2 separate regions of the Mus musculus genome follow, and region 2 is linked to region 1. The links are chromatin contacts, called in public ChIA-PET maps. All regions are on one chromosome and are shown on one strand. Each heading gives the region's core, a stretch centred on a gene start, on an enhancer-like site or on the middle of the called end of the contact. The rest is flanking DNA. Distances are from core to core; before and after follow the strand shown.

Region 1 (7,333 bases), core at 2,482-4,981:
TTCAGACGTTTTCAATTCTTTTATTTACATAGTTTTAGTTCTACTAAAATTCTCCTGCTAATTTGAGTTTTCTGATAGTTTCACAAATTTAATTAATTAGTTAATTAATCAAAATCATAGGAAGACCATTATTGATTAAAAAAAAAAGTCACATCATTCTAATTTCAAGGTTTCACTTTAGGAAAAAAAAATGCATGTAATATTTTCCCTGTGGTCCCCCCTGTTCCCACCTGGTCCCACCCGGCCATGCAAGATCCTTTGCTCTGTGTGGCACATGGAGAACTTATTCCATTAGTGTCTAGTGAATGGTCATAGTGGTCCCACAGTTGTCACTCTCATTGACCTTAGGTGTCCCTGTTCTATATTGAAGATAAATTGTGAAGTATCCCAGCACAAGAGTGATTTTCAAATGAGGACCTATGCCAGGATTTATGACATCTCCTGCCATTGCCACAGGAATAGAAGGGATGTTTAACCGTGTAAGGCCAATTTTTGCACAAGTCACCATTCATGCTGCATGAATATTAATCAAAAGAATCCTCAAAACAATTCCACAAAGTAGAATACTTATTTACTCCATAATTACTTTGCAAAGGTCATGTTTTTAGTTTTCCGGGGCTACTGTTAGAAACTTATACAGATAAAGTGGCTTAAACACCAACATTTTCTTGTCTTATACTACTGAAGAGCAGACACCTGAATTGAAGCTGTATCACAAGCCCTCTGAAGATCCTGCAAAGATACTGGCTCCAGGTTCCTAGGATCAATCCAGCATAGCTGATGTCTTCACAGGAATTCTTCTCTTACTTACTTACTTACTATGTCAAATCAGCCCTCTTCCCCTCAAGTCATTTTGGATTGGGGACCCAACCTACTCAAGTATGACCTTGTCTTAACTCAGAACATGCACAATTGTCTTAGTCAGGGTTTCTATTCCTGCACAAAACATCATGTCCAAGAAGCAAGTTGTGGAGGAAAGGGTTTATTCAGCTTACACTTCCACATTGCTTTTCATCACCAAAGGAAGTCAGGACTGGAACTCAAGCAGGTCAGGAAGCAGGAGCTGATGCAGAGGCCATGGAAAGATATTACTTACTGGCTTGCTTCCTCTGGCTTGCTCAGCTTGGTTTCTTATAGAACCCAAGACTACCAGCCCAGAGATGGTATCACCCACAAGGGCCCTCCCCCTTGATCACTAATTGAGAAAATGCCCACATCTGGATCTCATGGAGGCCTTTCCCCAACTGAAGCTCCTTTCTCTGTGATAACTCCAGCGGTGTGTCAACTTGACACACAAAACCAGCCAGTACAGCAATGGTCCTGGTTCCACACACATTTTGAGGTGCTGGGGATTAAGCCCTCAATATGTGAAATTTGACTGACTGTGATTCCACATTTATAGACACCCACTATATTCACCATAGCAGAGATTAAGTGCCAGAGATGTGGCTTGAACCTGGCTCTGTCCTGTTGGCAGCACACAGAGCTCTGTTCAGCATGCTCAGAGTAGAGTGGGGTAGGTGTTTAGTTTGGATATTGTGGTAGTTTGCACAGGAATAACCCCCATAGACACATGTTTGAAAGCTTGGCCAAATAGGGAGTGGCACTATTAGGAGGTATGGCCTAGTTGGAGGAAGTGTGTCACTGTGGAGGCAGGCTTTGAAGTCTCATATACTCAAGATATGTCCACTGTGGCTTGTAGTCTTTTTCTGCTGCCTGCAGATCAACATATAGAACTCTCAGCTCCTTCTCCAACACACAGGTCTGTCTGTCACACCTGGAGGGAGCCTTGGAAGCTCAAGAGCAAACACACACAAGGATAGCAGTGACAAATAACCAACTTGTAAACATTTTGTTTATTCTCTCCCAGCCCTGTCATCATAGCCAGAGGAGGATATCAGTTACCTTCATAGTCACCTTCCATACACGATCTGTCACTGATTCTGGAGATAGGCTGGCAGCCACAAAGCCCCAGTGATCCTCCTTTATCTGTCCCCTGTCACTGGGGGGTACAGGCATATGGCCACACACAGCGTTTCTACGGGACTTCTGAGGATTTGAACTCAGATCCTCACACTTGTGCAAGCGATTTTATAGGACCGAGCTATCTCGCCATCCCAGAACCAAGTGTTGATATTGTTGAACACTATTTTACAGTTCAAGGGAAGACTGGATTCTAGCTTCACATGTTAAGCAGTTCTGAGGCTATGGCATCTAGGCCAGGTGTCTATTACTGATTGACAAAGAGACCTGAAGAAGTAGAAGGAGGTAATGTCAAGATAGCTGCGCTACCAGGTCCCTTCTGTGATTTCCTACCTGATGATTTCCTGCTTTCTGCCCAGCTTGACTGTGTCAGGGCTAGCATCAGAGGCTATGATAGAAAACAAGCCACAGAACATTGAACAGTTTACATGGGAATACTTAGAGTCTGATTCTGCTCAAAGTGAAAGACTCCAAGAGGAGCCCCTCGCTCAGGCCTCAGGACAATAGTGGACACCCAAGAACTCACGACAGACCTGACAGACCGAGCTTGTTGCAAACCACATGAGGCTTTATTCGGGAAAGCCAGAGCTCTGGGGACGACTCATATCCCACGCAGGGGTAGAGGAGTCGAGGGGAAAGAATTCCCAGTTTTTATAGGCCCTCAGGGGGGAAAGGAGAAGGGGGAGATTAGGGGATTTCCAGATCTAAACAATGTCTATTTTCAAGAAATGGGTATGGGAGGGGTACAAGGAAAGAGTCTAATGAAGGTGCAGCAATGGGCACACACCTGGTCAGAACATTGGCAGACACACAGGTTCAAGGAGTGGCCAGATCATTGTGCACCTCTATTTTTCTAAATCAGCGAAGCTAGTTCTGCTAACACTGACGTCTATCTTGCCAATTTCAGGGCTTCTGTGTCCTTTTACATTCTGCCAGGATCTTTCAAAAGCAGGATCTGCCTTTATATCAAGCACCGGGTGTGGGAAGTGGCTTCTTTCATCACATTCTTTCCTCCCGTCTTTTTAATAAAAGCACAGGTAGCTCAGGGCACTTGTGCAAGAAATGCATCCACAGCTGCTCTTACTGCTGAAAAATGCAGAGAGAATGAGATGCAGCTTCTCAGCCCAGAGAGAAAAAAAAGAGTCGCAACTAGCACCTTGGGAGATATTGCCAATTCCCAGCCTCTGAACTCAGACCTCGTCTTTACATGGGTTTCCACTAGTGCCCAAATGACAAGGAGGTGGAATCATTCCTCAGAACCCAATTCATGTCTTTTAGAATTGTGTGCTTGGAGACATCTATGTGAGCTGTGTGCCAATGGACACAGTTCTTTCTGGTATATCATTTGCTTCAGTCTTTTCATAGCAAATGCTTTGTTTAAGAACCCTCCTAGGTACTCCTTCAGGTGGCCTGACAGAAGTGAACCCTAGATAATAACTCAAATCTATTCAATTGTCAGAGTGGGAAAACCAAAGTCCTTCCAGAGTGGAGCTTAGATTGGGTTTATTTCAGTCTAAGCCTGTAGAGTACTGCACCCTCACTGCAAGCAACCATTGTCCCTTATGCATGAAGCACAATGTATTGTACATGGTAGGCATTAACTAAATATATATTTAATGAAACTGAATTTCCTAACACTGTCAGCAAAACTTGCATATTATAGGTGGGGATTTTCAGATACCTTCTTCTGTCTTGCCCAATAGGGCTCTTCAGATCTCTGAGCTTCAACCGCCTAACCACATCCTGTTGTGCTCAGGCGCTCACAGCCAAAGGCTTGCAAAAGCAGTTGATTGTACTGAAGTCTACAGTGATAAGTGATTACCGATGATAACATTCTATAGTTGGCCTCCTGAGTATGAGAGTTATTGCCTCTGATGTTTAGAAGGTAGATGTGAGCTGGAGTCTCTTTCAGGACTGTAGAGAGGAACATATCCCCTAGGTAGCATTCCTCAAAAATGGATCAATTCAAAATGGCCTCTCATTTTGAGTCAAGATATTTGATACCTAAGAGTATTCCTACTAGAAGGACACAGTATGGACAGAAAATTAAGCTTAGGTGGTAAAATACTTGCCTAGCATGTACGAAGGAAGTCCTGGGCTTGATCCCTAGCACCAAATAAAACCTGGTGTGGTATCACATACCTCAGATCCCGGTATAGGAAGGATCAGGAGTTCAAGGTCATCCCAATTACATAGGAAGTACAAGGCCAGCCTGAGCTACCTGAGAGCCTGTCTCAAAACTAACAAAGTATGATAATTAGTTCTATTATCAACTTGTCACAATTTAGAATCACCAGAGAAGAGACTGAGCAGGGGATTATCTACATCAGTTTGGCTTGTTACAGTATAATTGAACCTGTTTCTAGTTAGGGTGTGACTCGCCTTAAGCACACCTCTTTATTCCCTCTGGCCAGAATACAGACACAACATTGGTACTCACCTTTAATCCCAAACAATGAAGGTAAAGTTATTTTGTAGACGGAAGCAGCCATGTTTGAAAGTGATGTCTAATTGAGTAGCAGACAAAGTGACAAAAATCAGAGAAAGATCTGACAGAATAGGATATGTCCAACTCTCCTGAGGAGAGGAAAGGAAAACTACTCAAGGAAGAGACAGACAGCATAGGAAGAAGAGAGTACAATACAGGATACAGTAGAGTTCCTGGAGAGGAGGACAATTGAGTTGAGAGGGAGAGTGGAGCAGCACAGAGAAGGAGAAGGAGGCAGTTTTACCAGGAGAGTTTTACAGAGACAGATGGAAGAGAGAACAAGCTAGACACAGGCAGACAGAACAAGCAAGAGAATGAGAAGGAGCCAGAAGATTAGAAGAGATTGTGAGAGTTAGTTGAGGCCAAGCAGAACAATTCAGAGGCTGAGAGAAAAACCAGATTGAATAAGTCAGGTGGGAGAGGAGTTCTCACCAGAGCAGCTGAGTCAAATCAGCCAGAGTTCAGAGAGAACAAAAGAGGGAAGGTGAGTTTATTTAGCAGTAAGTCTCAAAGACTGAAAACATTCTAGGCCTAGATTAAATTGTAAGGAGGCTAGAAGCTTCCAGGACTAGGTCTAGGTAGTAGACAGTCAGTAAACCTCCAAGACAACACTTTTAAAAGGAGAATAAAAGTTACTTTTGCATTGGCCTGTGAGCCTGTCTTGGGGGGTTATCATGATTATATTAATTGATGTGAGAAGACTTGTCCACTAAAGGTGGCACCATTTCCTATTCAAAAGGATCTTGAATTGTGTGAGTGGAGAAACGGAGATGAACACAAGCATCCATGCATTAATCCATTCCTCTCGGCTCTTGACTATAGATATAATATGACTCACTATTTTAAGTTCCTGCTGCCTTGACTTCCCCACAGTGAGGAACCTGCAACCTGGAATTGTGAGTGGAAATAAACCATTTTCCCCTTAAGTTTTATTTTTTGGGGGTGGTGGTAAGGTTATTTCATCACTGCAACAGAAAATGAAGACACAAACAGGCAAAAATAAAAATCACACATGTGAAAGTAAGTAAATAAGTGAATACAGTCACAGGCCAAGGTGGAGGTCAAAGGACTCCTCCTCTGGTGGGAACGTTGTCTGGTGATGGGTGACTACTGCCCTCCAAGATGCACAGCTTTGCTTTGGCTTGCATTTACTTCCCCTTCCCTCTTTCTCAGTTGTCCTCCAGTCCACCCAGCCTTCCAGCTCACTTTAAAAACTGTGGACTTGTGAGGTTAATGGGCTCTGTGTTGTCAAACCTGCTAAGGCCTAGGGGAAGTGTTAAGGCCTGGTAACCATTACCTGTCTAGCCTCCCATTTTGTGGTATTACTAAGGTCATAAGGAAACTTTCTTCTATGTTGTTACTAGTGTTACTGAGAAACTCTCTCATGCTCAAGTTGATTACATATTCTGTTATGTTCTGTGCCCTTGGAAACCAATCCCAATAGAAGTCAGAACTGCTTTGTATAGTTACCCACTATAAGCTTGGACCTAAACCAACCACCCAACAGCACTTCCTGCACCTGTGTATAATCTTTTATTATTTTTGCTTTTGTACATTACCCCTGGGATAGACCCCCAACATAAGAGTGACACCTGCACTAGTATAAGAAACTCTTTGGAATAAGACTTCCATTCTGAGTAAGAGCTAAGTAAAGTTTAAATTCCCAAGACCTCCCTGGGAACTGACATGTTACTTGGCAGAAAGAGACATGTTTATGGGCAACTGACATCCTGGTTGGCAAGTTAAGACATGAATATTAAGCAAGGCAAGTCCCATACCACAGTTGAATGCCCCAACCAGTGGGCGCAGGATAAGTGTACAACAAAGACATGTTCCTACAGAAATACCCTATCCCTAAGTCCTGATTGGTGAAATAACTTGGCACAGATGTTTGTAGATCACAGGCTTTAAAAGCCCTATAGGATCTTTACTCAACATCACGGTTCAGCCCCTGAGTATGGAACGTGTCCCTGATTGATCAGTCTTGGAGTGTGGCATTCAATAAACCACTCCTGCTTGACTGAGATTGGTTTCCAGTGGTTTGTGTGGCAATTCCTAGACCCCAACAAACCCAAGCTCCCAAGTCAATGAAAGCTGCAGAATCATAGTTTTACATTTGAACTTTGTGAGTTTCCCCTGGCAGCTCTTTCCTTTATTTTGGCACAAATAAAAATGCAAAACCAGTGAGAGAGTCAGGAAGAGCAGAGTCGAGAGGAGTGGCAGGCTTATACCTGAATCAAGTGCTAGTTTAGGCAAATGGTACAAAGAAAGAACAAAGTATGGTCCTTGAAAGGCCTGTCTTTCTGTTTGACTGTCATGCAATGGTAAGGGGAATAAATGGCTTCAGAAATGCCCTGATTTGGCTGAAAAATGGCTCAGCAGTTAGGAACACTCATTGTTCTTGGGTTTGATTCCTAGCATGGCAGCTCATAACCAGATGTAATGCCAGCTCCTGTCAGCCTCTTCTGGCTCTCTGGGCATTGTACCCACACGGTGCACTTACATACATGCAACCAAAATACATATGTAAACTAATATCTATTATTAAAAAAAAGTCCTAATTCTCTCAACTGCTCTGATGTCAAGTGCAATGTGGACAATTTTTTTTGATGTTTATATATATTTTATTAATTCTTTGAGAATTTCATATATTTTGATTTTTTTCAATTTTCTACCAGATATTTTCTTCACTTAAATTTCAAATGCCATCCAGAAAGTCCCCTATACCCTCCCCCTACCCAACTCCCCCACCCACCCACTCCCACCTCTTGGCCCTGGCGTTCCCCTGCACTGGGGCATACAAAATTTGCAAGACCAAGGGGCCTCTCCTCCCAGTGATGGCCAACCAGGCTATCCTCTGCT
Region 2 (6,582 bases), core at 3,206-5,705, 290 kb before region 1:
ATATTGCTCTCATTTGGCTTCCCCAGCTTGGCTTCCAGGAGACAACTGTGGCATATTAAGAATAAAAATCCAAAGGAACATGAGCTGGCATTGAGAGACATTTATATTTCAAAGGATAAGGGCCTTTGTCTGGGTAGACAGTTTGGGTTTGATCGGCTATACAGAGCTGCACTGTCTAATATACTAAATTGGCATTAACCAAACATGGCTGGTACAACCTGAAATATAACTGTGAAGTACATGAGCGAACTGTAAAAACTTAACATGGACAAGGGATATAAAAATAACAATAAAATTTAAAATGTCATTATTTATAAAAATGATGTTTTAAATGTGCAGACTTAAATAAAACTTATACCAACATTACCGTTGTATTTCTTTTTGCTTTTCCAATGTAGCCAGTAGGAAATTTAAAACTACCCCCTCACCTGTTTCAAAGATTAATCTTCATTGTCAATTTGACAATATTTAAAAATCACCTTGAAAACACACTTTTCAGTGTTTAATGAAAGCCCTTCCTGAAGGGCTTAAATGAAGAAGGAAGACACAGTCTGAATGTGGGTGGGTGAGTGGCATCCTCCCCATGGGCTGAGGTCCCTAAGAGAAGGAGGAAGTAGGCTGGATATGAGCACTCTGCTTCCTAACTGTAAACAACAACAATAATAATAAATAACAAAAATAATCTAAGTAGCTGTTGAATGCGCCAGCCATCATGCAATGTCAACTGCCCCTCCCCCCATGAAGGACTGTGTCTCATCAAACTGTGAGCCAGGAGAAGCCTTCCTTCAGTGACCTCTTTGTCAGGTATTTACCACAGCAGTAAGAAATCGTGAGTCTACCAGTGCTTTAGTTTGCATCTTGTCCCTGGGACAGCAACTGGTATAGAGACTCCATGACAGACGACATCAGCCTAAGTTGCAGGTTTGTGAGCCATCCACAGTGAGATGTTCCCCAGGAGAGGAACACAACTCCAGAGCAGACAAACCCACATATGGTTCTGCGCTGGCCAGAGAGTGGGTGACCTTAGCTAGGCCACTTGCCATCTCCAGACTTTAACCTGTGCAACAGTTGATCCAAATACGGTTGAGAGTTTCTTCTCGTGATGATAGTATTTTCAGTCTCTGGCGATTCCTAAAAGCTAGTAACTCCTAGGTGAACAGGAATTAAACATCCCACATACACACACCTCAAAGTCATGCAGCCAAATGTTGCCAGCTTCTCTCTCTCTCTAGAGTGACATGCCTTTAAGGCTTTCTGGAGCAACAACTGCAAGCGACAATAATAATCATGCTCATGGTATACACACAGGGCTCCCCTAAAGCAAGGGAGAGAGTGTGGCTCTATGGACTCAAGTCTTAGGTGCTTAGATTGCAGCAGCATGGAAGAGCTCGAGAGTTCTTTAATGACCAAAGCCATGATCAAAGGTAATGGCAAACTCCTCTCCCTGAGATGGAGAATAAAGTGCTTTATTTAGACTGGGCTTCTTCCTGCTTCTCTTCATTTTCAAAAGCATTTCATTATCTGTGAGAAATCATTCCATATTTCTGGGGCAAATTACATAAATGTTTTTGTTGTTCATGATTCTAGTCTCTTGACTTTTTTTTTCTGGAAAAGGTTAAAAAAAAAAAAAGCAAATGTAGATAACTTAAATAGTGCTTAAGGTCTGCTGGGCATGGTGGCGCATGCCTTTAATGCACTTGGGAGGCAGAGGCAGGGGGATTTCTGAGTTCGAGGCCAGCCTGGTCTACAGAGTGAGTTCCAGGACAATCAGGGCTATACAAGAAACCCTGTTTCAACCCCCCCCAAAAAACCCCCCAAAAAACAAAACAAACAAAAAATTATAATAAACAGTGCTTAAGGTAAAGGTTTTAGCCTAATCTCAGATAGGTAGAATTCAAGCCCCTATATTTTAGAAAAACACATATTCAAATCTACACATGGAAACACATGTGGATTATAGGTAATGTCCTAAGTGAACCATAAAATGAAAAGAAATCTCTTGCTTTATCATGAAGATCTCTACAAATTCCAAACACCAACCCAGGGGTAGGAGTGTGTGTGTGGGGTGTCTCCTAATTCCTGTCTCCACGTCTGTAGGACCTTCTTGTGCATCCTGCATCTGACACCTTTAGCTTCTGACCAGGCAGGAGTGTACTCTGGTGCTGGTCCCCACATCCCAGTGACGATGCCTCTGCCTCTCTCTGCATGGCTCTGTGTTCTTCCTAAGGCTCCCTGGAGCTTGAGAAGCACGCTGGGTCCTGCTCAGCTTTGCCTGCACTGGAGATAACACAGTCGCAGCTGCTGAGGAGACACAGGGTGAGGGTGCTCTGCTCTCTTCTCTTGGGTCTTTCCTTTTCCTGTGGTCCACATAGATATCATGCCAGTTCGTGCTATTGTTAACTTTAAAGTCAAGCTGGCATTTTGACTCAACTGCTGAAACAAAACAGCACATGCTTCTACCCATTCTGTAATTTCTGGGGAATTCGGAAAGCAAAAAACGGGCTTAAACAATATTATCCAGTACCTTCACTTACAAGGACCATGGGTGACCGACAACTGGCCCACTTGTGGTGACTTTCAGCTCGCCTCGGTGGATCAGTTGTGCACGATCAGAGTTTTGTTTGGAAATGGACAAAGTGGCCTTACATTTCTTTCCAGTTGCCATTATCTATGGAACCACATTTGACAACAGACCGAGATTCTGAGGAACAGTGCTGTTGGCTTTCGATAGAGCCACGTGGTTTTATTCCTTTACTTCTCCATCATCTCCCTCACTCCTCACTGTTCCACTACTATAAAGCATTTTAATCCGCCTGATTTCTCAGTGGATTTTCTCAGCATCTTTGTGTAGGAACAGGAAGGATGCAGCTCTCTTTCAGATTTAAATGAGGCAAATGTGCTCCAGGGTGAATCCTTCAGTGGCCTGAGAATCCCAGAGCAGAGCTCTCTCTTTCAGGTAGGGTGAGTGTTTCCTCTTGGGGATTAATCTCTACTTTAACCTCAGAGACCTGGGTTCAATCAATCTAAAACAACAACCGTCAACGGGAAACAAAAGTGTGGAGATGGTATAGCACGTGTGAAATACTCCTTAAAGTGAATTCTGATTTTTGGTGTTGAAAAATGTTTCCAACATCTTAACATATTTTAAATTGTATGGTCCAGTCTTTAAGAAATGACAAAGACAGCTTTCAAATTATGTCTGATTTTTGAATAGTGTAATAGGAAAGCCCACAGTACCGTCTTCTCAAATGTATGCAAAAGCATGCAAAACTAAGGACTGATACAGTTGTAATGTGGTGAACAACAACAGTCTTCTAAAAATATCAAAGCAAAAGCGTGGGAGAGACTTGGGAGTATTGTTAGTCAAATCTTTGAGTAACAAATTTTATTACTAATTTGGTTAGTGGAAATATTGCCGTGTTATTTACCCTGTCATGGGTCAATCCTGACTCTCCACCCACCCTTTCATAACCACCCTCTCACCTGTCTCGTTATGCATCCATCCAATACAGCCTGTCAACTACTGGTAAGCTAAAAAGATGAATGCGCAGTCATCCTGCCCCTAAGCTGCTTTGGATAAAGGGAACATACAAATGATTATACATAAAACACAGTCCCGTGGCAGCTGTATGAGGAGAAATGAAGGAAGAAATGTCTCCCAGTGAAGAGATGAGGCAAGGCTGCATTGAGTTATTGGTTGGGTTATTGCTTTAGAATATAAGCCTTCTTAGAAGTAGGTGGGGACAGTCCTGGCCACAGGTGCAGGAGACTTGGGGGACAGGGAGGAGTCCACTAGGTGGCATAGGGCTTGAAGAACAAGGTCATTGCTGCTTTGAATAAATGAGAACCAGGAAAAGCCAAAGGAAAGAACTGGCTTTTGAACTCGGGCAGCCCCCTGCAGGATGTGCCAGCTTGTACAGCATCTGGAACAGGGGCATGACTAGGAAGAGCTTCAGCCATTCAAGTCAGTCTTGACTTCAGAAGAGAGGGTTGGAGCAGAACGGAAAGAGCCTGGCTGTCAGCTGGTAGAAGGAGGCGTGAATGGGAAGACTCAGTGGACTTCTTACAGTCTAGTTGACACACGTTGATATTTGATAATTTATCACCTGCAAGGGAAACTCAAAAACTGTGTAAAAATAGTTCTATGTGAACTTCCGTCCTATTTCTGTACCCTAAATCTTAGTAATAGTTGATTTTCTTTAAGGAAGAAAAGTCTCACGGAAAAAGTCTTAAGGTATGGTAAAGCGGTGTGTACGAAATCCTGCTTCAGTGTCTTAGCACTGAGCCTTGTCCCTCAGTCAGGGGACCCTGTCCCGGTTTGTTTTGACAGGGATCATAAATGTGGATCTTCATGGAGCTCAGCATCAGGTCTGGCCTCTCACAACACACTTGATGTGTGGGCTGTGGCCTGGGTGAGGAGAGGAGTGAGGGATAAGTCTGACAAAGGTTGAAGGAGACCCACACCTAGCCTGTGGTGTCCTGGGCATCAAGTGGGGCTCTCAGTCTTTCACCAACCTTGCTAATCTCTCAGTTGAAGACACAGAAAACTATCTTGGGAAAGCATTTAGATGAAGAGAGTTTTGGAGAGGCGGGAAATGCTGGAAGTGACAATATTAAGACATGGAAATACTTTGACAGGCTGGAGTAAGGGGTCACACCTGAGATGTCACACGGGAAAACAAGGCTTGAACAACAAGAAGTTACCAAGCACAGGATGGGGGGGATGTGGTTTAGTAGCAGCAAGTGTGAGAAAGATGCTGGGAGTATTAGCTGAAAGTAATTTCAGTTTGAGTCAACTGTATGAGGCAGTCACTTAACAGTGTGCTTTATTGTGACAGTAACTCCAGCTTCACTTAAGTTGGGGTTTCAGAGACAATGAGAAAGTGGGTGCTTCTGAGAAGACCAAGTTGGGTGAAGTTACTTAACATGCTAGCCACACTTGCCAAAGACAGGTTTTGCTGGTCAATACTGTGCCCACCTGTAGCTCCACTGAGCTAGTGAGGCTAACAGAAAGGGCAAACAGAACCTTGCCAAGCTAGGAGCCGCATGCCATTCTCAGCAAGTCTGAACTCTGACTCTCTAAACTGCAATGATAATGCAATTTTAGGCATCAAGAGAGTGATCTGTCCCAGAGGTGACAGTGCCCTCCTACCCCTCCCCATACAACCGCTGAGCTGTGTGAAGACACTGTACTTGCTGCTTGTCGAAGTGGAGACTCTTCACTCAAGGGTTCCAGACCCCAGTCTAGGTTTGCTTTCTTGGTGGTTAGGAGAGGATCCTAAGGGCGAGGTAGTGTGGCCCTTGGCTCACAGACCACTTGTAAGCACAGCAGGGCATGCCTTTCTACTCAGAGCTGGTCTCTGAGACTCTCTCTCAGTGTGTAAACTGTACAGTTGCTACTGTCAAACACAGCATGCTGGCAAACCAAGACCAGTATCACCTCCATAATGACTGTGAGAAACCCAGCCAGCCAGCCAGCCAGCCAGCATGATTTCTTAATGCCGCTTGATTGTATTTTAAAACAGGAACCGTGCTGCTGTGTGTATTCTCCCACCTTGAGCAGGATCCTGCTTATCTTCAGCTTGAACCCCCATGGACCTTGGTGTTCGTGCAGAAGAACACAGACAAGAACCCCAGCCTCGGGCTGGAGAGGTAGCTCAGAGGTTAAGAACACTGACTGCTCTTCCAGAGGTCCTGAGTTCAATTCCCAGCAACCACATGGTGGCTCGTAACTATCTGTTACAGGATCTGATGCCCTCTTCTGGTGTGTCTGAAGCTACAGTGTACTCATATCCATAACATAAATAAATAAAAAAAGAACCCCAGCCCCTACACTCACTTGTCCATCCCAAGTCAAAGTGATTCCCTAAGTCCTACAATGCAACTGGTTGGTTTCAGCCTCAGAACAGGATATTTCCCCGAGAGCTTGCCTTAATAATGTAATAAAACATATCTAACAACATATATAAGTATATATATACACAGAAAACCTGCCTCTATATACATGTGGTGCATCAATAATTTAGTAATCTCACAAGCCTTGACTATATAGAATCTAGGACTTGTCCACAAAAGAGTGATCGTATTGAAGGAGTTGAGACCGTGGTAATAAAGTCTAGCCGAAAAGCTGAAATGTGTTTCACTTAGAAGAAATGCTTGAAGCCACCTTTAAGCAAGCCACCAAATAGGATGGGGTATTGTATAGAGGAATATTCCTCTGGCCAAATGAAGGGCTGGACCCAGGACCTCACACATGCATACCCCACCACTAAGCCTATTACTAATTCACTAGCCCCTCTTCTTGTTTTAAAATTTGAGACAGGATCTAAGTTGCCTAGGCCTTGAACTCTCTGTAGTCTTGGAAGGCACTGAACTTGTGATCTTCCTGCACTGGCCACCCTGCAGCTAGGATTACAGGCTTGCACTACCAGGCCTGAGTCAGAACGATTTCCCTGTGATTCATTTGATGAGAATGTCCTAAACGTGGTAGAGATACCTAGACAGTAAATAGTTCTGGTGGAGTTTTGATGGATGAACAGATGGAAGGCAGGACCATCAATACTGATGATCCCGAAGCTTCCT

What was found. ChIA-PET counts read pairs in DNA pulled down with a chosen protein or histone mark.
Region 2: a contact with region 1 is called in an RNA polymerase II ChIA-PET map of effector CD8 T cells, with 8 read pairs. The contact joins two enhancer-like sites. A contact is called at or near these places in 1 of 15 datasets of contacts at CTCF or cohesin (the NIH/3T3 cell line), 1 of 484 Hi-C or Micro-C datasets (bone marrow-derived macrophages) and 9 of 115 datasets of contacts at active chromatin or transcription factors (CD4 T cells, CD8 T cells, the NIH/3T3 cell line and 6 more).

Annotation. Positions count from the first base shown.
Region 1 is chr10:39,189,284-39,196,616 of GRCm38.p6, reverse strand. No RefSeq gene overlaps it. Among named protein-coding and RNA genes, the nearest start is that of Ccn6, 29 kb to the right of the region's middle. Within about 2 kb of position 3,731, at least 73 of the 459 cell types and tissues checked have an H3K27ac peak or open chromatin away from gene starts, as enhancers often do. A contact at or near this core is called in CD8 T cells, effector CD8 T cells and regulatory T cells, where this site is marked.
Region 2 is chr10:39,477,769-39,484,350 of GRCm38.p6, reverse strand. All of the region lies in intron 3 of Fyn (Fyn proto-oncogene), which reads right to left. Among named protein-coding and RNA genes, the nearest start is that of Gm40627, 110 kb to the left of the region's middle. Within about 2 kb of position 4,455, at least 19 of the 459 cell types and tissues checked have an H3K27ac peak or open chromatin away from gene starts, as enhancers often do. A contact at or near this core is called in CD8 T cells, effector CD8 T cells and regulatory T cells, where this site is marked.